2 separate regions of the Sus scrofa genome follow, and region 2 is linked to region 1. Evidence: chromatin contacts called from public Hi-C data. All regions are on one chromosome and are shown on one strand. Each heading gives the region's core, a stretch centred on a gene start, on an enhancer-like site or on the middle of the called end of the contact. The rest is flanking DNA. Distances are from core to core; before and after follow the strand shown.

Region 1 (2,700 bases), core at 100-2,599:
CCTCTGTTCTGGTGGCTCAAGGGGCCAGAACGGTTGGAATCTTGCTGGGGCCTCCAGAAATGTTACGGCAGCTACCCAGCAGCCCTGCGCTGCAGCGTATCAGCTCTGGAGACAGCCCTGTGGCTGTAGCCTACTAGCTCCAGCAGCTCTGGCTGCAGTGGATCAGCTCTTTTACCCGGCAAGAAACCAAGCGAGCACTCGGAGAGTTGGAGAACTCAGGTTTATTACGCCGGCCGGCTCGGAGGAGATCGATCTCCAGTGTCTGAGCCCGGAAGAAGGGTTTCACAAGGCTTTTATGGGCTACTTCTTCCAGGTCCATCCTTGGCTAGTTGGACCGGAGTGACGTCAGGCAGGTAGTGGATGTGGAAACAAATTGACAGAAGCAGATGTGTGGGGAGGGGTGGTTGGGGCAGTTGGATGGACTTTGCTTAGTCATCATGGCCAGAGTCTCTCCTTTCTACATTTTTATTGGGACAGTTTCTCCTACACGCTAACTTAAAGACTACTAAATTAGCATCCTAAGGATTTTAATATTCCCTTCCATGGGGAGAATTTTTACATATTCAAACATACCCAGAAATCAACTCAAATTCAACCAGGAGAAAGAAAAAAAAAAAAACCCAAACCATTAAAGATTGAATACTTTGAACTCGAAAACTCCAAAATAGTTTGTTACATTAGACAAAATGGGTTATTTCCCTGGACTATGTTGTGTAAACATGGAGTGGCTGAATTTCTGCAGCAGTGAAGACCATATAGTTAGAACAGGCTCCTAAACGCACGCAACAGGTAACCAATCAGCTGCACAAGCTAAAGCGAGAGGAGCGTGGAAGCACACTTTTGCTCACAGCAGCTCAAAGAAGGCCTGCGGGAGGACGAGGTTCTTTACCGCTAAGCTCGAAAGGTGGAAAGGGGAAGGAGGGATCTCCTACACACAGCCCAGAGGCCTGCTCTGCCGGACTGAGCACCTCCAGTGTAGGAGAAGGCTAGAACGATACCCCAGGGTCTGGAGCTGGAAGTAGGAAGAGGGAGGACACGTTACCCTGAGAAGAGCCAGTTCAACAGGATTTCCCTTCAGCTGGATGACTTGAGCAGCGCCCCAACACTGGGGCCTGGAACCCAGGAATCCAGGATAGTCATCAATTGAACAGACTTTGTTCCCGCGCTGAGGAGCACACGCCTGAGCGTCAAGGCGCACAGAGTACACGTCACTTCTGGGACATAGATCTTCCCCAAACCTTTCTCCAGGGTCCGCCCCGCCCCCAGTCCTCCTCTCCGGAGGCGCTGTGCTACAACCCCGCCCACCACAGCCCAGATGGCTACGCGGCGCACATGCGCAGAGGACTCGACGCTGCTGTGCACTTCGGGGAGTGTAGTCTCCGCGCAGGTGCCGGTGGGCCGCCAGAGTACCAGTTCCCAGCGGAACCTGAAGAAGTCAGAACTCTCTCGCCGCCCCGGTCCTTATTCCCATCTTCATACCTGTCCAGTCACCTCGCGCTGGGCTTCAGTCAGGGCGCGCCCCAAGGGAAAGCGTGAGACCCAGTCTTCCCTTCAGCCGGCTGTGCTGGAGAGGCGGGGTCCACTGCCCGCCTCCCACCGCCCCCCTCCCCGCCCTCCTTACCCTCCCCGGCGGGCGTCGGGCCGGAGCCCGAAGAGAGGCGGCGGCCCCCGCGGCGGCCCCCGCAGCGGCCGCAGGAGGGGCGGCGGCGGCGGGCGCCGCAGGCGATGCCCCTGCCTGGCTGCTCCGGCGGGGGGCGGTGCGAGCGGCGGCGGGGGAGCAGGCAGGGGGCGGCGGCTGCTACAGAGGGGCCGAGAGCTGGCGGCGGCGGTCGTGAAGGGCATCGGCGGCGGCGGCGGTGATGGCAGTGCTGATGTGAGTGTCTGCTGGCTGGGGACCCGGGGCTGCTGAGCCCGAGGCGAGCGGGAGCGGGAGGCCAGGGGCCGCGGAGGGATGTTGTGTGCCCGGTGCGGAGCCGGGAGACTCCGCCCGCCGCCACCGTTCGTCCGGTAGAGGCGGGAGCCCGGCGCTGCGGCGGCCGGCACAGTGCAAAGCGCGGCCCGGTGTGGGGGTCCCGGGCGGAGGCTGGGGCAGCCCAGGCCGAGGGGCGTCTGCGATTGTTCTCAACACCCCTCCCCCACCCCACCCCGTGTGTCTGTTTGTCACTTGCAGCTGAAGATGGAAAGAGCCAGGCGAAGGGGAGGCGGCGGCGGCGGCGGCCGTGGCCGCGGCGGCAAGAATGTAGGGGGCTCTGGCCTAAGCAAGAGTAGACTCTATCCCCAGGCCCAGCACCCCCACTACCCCCACTACGCGGCTTCAGCCACCCCTAGTCAGGCTGGGGGCGCCGCCGAAATCCAGGAGCTGGCCTCTAAACGAGTGGACATCCAGAAAAAAAGGTTTTACCTAGACGTGAAGCAAAGCTCCCGGGGCCGGTTCCTAAAGATAGCCGAAGTCTGGATAGGGAGAGGCCGGCAAGACAATATCAGAAAGAGTAAACTGACCCTCTCCCTGTCTGTGGCAGCGGAGCTGAAGGACTGCCTAGGGGACTTCATCGAGCACTATGCCCACCTGGGCCTGAAAGGCCACCGACAAGAGCATGGTCACGGCAAAGAGCAAAGCTCCAGGAGGAGACAGAAGCACTCAGCACCCTCCCCACCAGTCTCTGTAGGGTCCGAAGAGCATCCTCACAGTGTCCTCAAGAC
Region 2 (2,700 bases), core at 193-2,692, 290 kb after region 1:
GGTGGTATCTGGCCCACTGTAAAGTCACCATTTTCCCTTTCGTGATTAATAAGCAATCTGTGGGGACATATTCTGATTGTGTAAATACACCTTCCCTCGTCAAACTTGCATCCAGTGGTTTTAATATTCACTGATATCTAATGACACAATGATAACTATGACAGCTGTAAAATGGTGATTTTTTTTCTTCTTTCCTTTTCTTTTTAGGGCTGCACCTGCAGCATATGGAAGTTCCCGGGCTAGGGGTCAAATTGGAGCTGCAGCTGCTAGCCTACGCCACAGCCATGCCAGATCTGAGCAGAATCTGCAACCTATGCTGCAGCTTGCAGCAATGCCAATCTTTAACCCACTGAGTAAGGCCAGGGACTGAACCTCATGGACACTATGTAGGGTCTTAACCCTTGGAGCCACAATGGGAACTCCTAAAATGGGATTTTTCTAACTCTGTTGTTTTGTGTACATTTATTATGTGGCAGCCTGGTGGAAGGAGGAACTTTCCTTCCTTTCCCTCTATTACATTTTTTTTTCTTTTTAGGGCTGCACCTGAGGTTAGGGTTTGAACTGTCACTGCAGCCGACGCCTATGCCACAGCCCCTGCAATACTGGAGTGGCATCTCTGACTTACTGCAGCAACACTGGCTGCTTAATCCATTGAGCCAGGTCAGGGATCAAACCCACATCCTCACAGAGAGAAGGAAAGATCCATAACTTGCTGAGCCACAACGGGAACTCCCTCCATTACATTTTAATCAGGAAAAAAACAAAACAAAACACCTTAAAATAACTGGATACCATTCTAACTGGAGAGTACTTAGTTCCCACTCCTCTTCAGGGTGCTGGGCCTAGCTTCTCTGTGATTCAACCTGAACTTTCAGTCCTCTGACTGCAGTGCTCTCAGCCTTGTGGGTGATAGGCTCAGGCCACACAGATTTATTTACTTACTACTTCATTGACGGCTCCAACTTCATTTACAACTACCAACTGGTAGTCCAAACACTGTAAAATGACATCCCAGTCTCGACAGTTTGGGAGCAAAGTGCTGGGTGTTTTTTTCTTTTTTGTCTGCCCAGTGGCATAATGGGGTTCCCGGGGCCAGGGATCAGATCTGAGTCGCATTGGTGACTTACGCTGCAGGGAAACATGGGATCCTTAACCCACTGCTCTGGGCCAGAGATCAAACCTTCGTCCCTGGGCTCGCAAGACGCCGCCCATCCGGTTGCGCTATAGGGGGAACTCTTTGTGTCTCTATCTCTACGTTTGTTATCTTTATGCTTCATCCATGGATCACAAAAACTTCTGTCCCAATGTCTCACAGAGTATGTTTAGAACTCACCTGAGAGCTGGAAAGAAGGGGTGTTTAAAATGTAGATTGCTGAGGTCCTGACCTAGAGCTTCCGATTTAGTAGATCCGGGTTAAGACCCAGGGTTCAGGTGGTCTGTTGCTCAAACCGTGAGAAACAGCGCCCTCAAAAACGATGGTGGACAAATCTCCCTTCCCTGAGAATTCGTCGCCCCTGGCATCTCCCAAGGGGCCCGCTCAGAAAAGGCTGGGGGAACAAAAGAAGGTGTTCATCCTCCTTGGCCCCTTGGGACTTCAGAAACCAACATCCGGCTGATGCCACTCGGGCTCGCGGACTCGTGCTGGGGTGAAGACCCAGGCGGAGAGATCCAGGAAAGGTGACCCCCATTTGGGGCAGAGCGGGCTGGTTTGCACCCAGGGGCACGGGGGGCGGGCAACACCGCCCCTCCGCGCCTGCCCACCCCAGTCCCGCCAAGCCTCGGTCAGCGAGCCCCGCCCCCACCCCGTTCCCCCTCCCCCTTCGCTCGGGTCGGGTGCTTAGTCACCGTGAGGCTGCGCCGGCCGGGTGCCCGCGCGGCCCCCCTTCTTCCCCGGGGCCCGCCCCCGGGCCGCACCCCCGCGGCGCACACTTCCGCGTGCATGGCCCTGCTGGTCTGGACCCTGAGCGCTAGCGCGGGCCCCAGCTGGCGGCAGGCGGCGCGCGCCTTCTCCCGCTTCGCGCCGCCTCCAACCCGACCCGCCAGCGTCTTCCCCCGAGCCATGGCGAGCAGGCAGGAGTCGCAGCCACAGTGCTGGCCCCCAGCCCGCAGCGTCGCGACCTCCTTCGACTACCTGGTGATCGGGGGCGGCTCCGGCGGGCTGGCCAGCGCGCGCCGGGCGGCGGAGCTGGGCGCTCGGGCCGCGGTGGTGGAGAGCCACAAGCTGGGCGGCACTTGCGTGAGTACCCGCGCTCTCCCGGTGCTGCTCCTGGTGCTGCTCCTTGCGCCTCGGCCCCTGCAGCACCGCGCCCGAGGCCCCGCTTTCTTTCCTCCTCTCTCTGCAGAAACGTTCTGTGCTCCTTCCTAGTGAGCTCTGGCGCTGCCCTTTCCGCTTTCCCACCCGAGTCAGAGGCGGGATCCCAGCAAGTTTAGATGAGAGAAGTGTACAGTTTTTTTTCCGCGGCCCCCGAAGCTAAGCCTGCGCCTGTTCCAGCGCAGGTGCAATAATAACGCTGGCAGGAGGTGGTTAAATCTAACGTAACTTTCCTGCATCCTCAGTCCTCAAGGCGGAAGGGTATTGTAGTCCATGCTCTATCTCATTACCAAATCTATGAACCCAAAACTGCACCTGGATAACTGCAGCTTGCCTGCGTCTCTGGGAAGGGGGGAAAGGGAGGATGGAGCCTATGTCATTGACTTGCG

Evidence for each region. A called contact is a pair of places that touch in the nucleus more often than the background predicts.
Region 2: a contact with region 1 is called in a Hi-C map of skeletal muscle, with 4 times the contacts expected there. The contact joins the promoter of GSR here to the promoter of WRN in region 1. A contact is called at or near these places in 3 of 47 Hi-C or Micro-C datasets (heart right ventricle and skeletal muscle).

The regions. Positions count from the first base shown.
Region 1 is chr15:54,093,324-54,096,023 of Sscrofa11.1, forward strand. WRN (Werner syndrome ATP-dependent helicase) reads right to left here and starts at 1,350. Exons shown (of 35, transcript XM_021075787.1): 1 at 1,043-1,350. PURG (purine-rich element-binding protein gamma) reads left to right here and starts at 1,718. Exons shown (of 3, transcript XM_003359494.4): 1 at 1,718-1,873; 2 at 2,171-2,700. The coding sequence starts at 2,177.
Region 2 is chr15:54,381,122-54,383,821 of Sscrofa11.1, forward strand. It overlaps GSR (glutathione reductase, mitochondrial), which reads left to right and starts at 1,443. Exons shown (of 13, transcript XM_003483635.4): 1 at 1,443-2,236. The coding sequence starts at 1,940.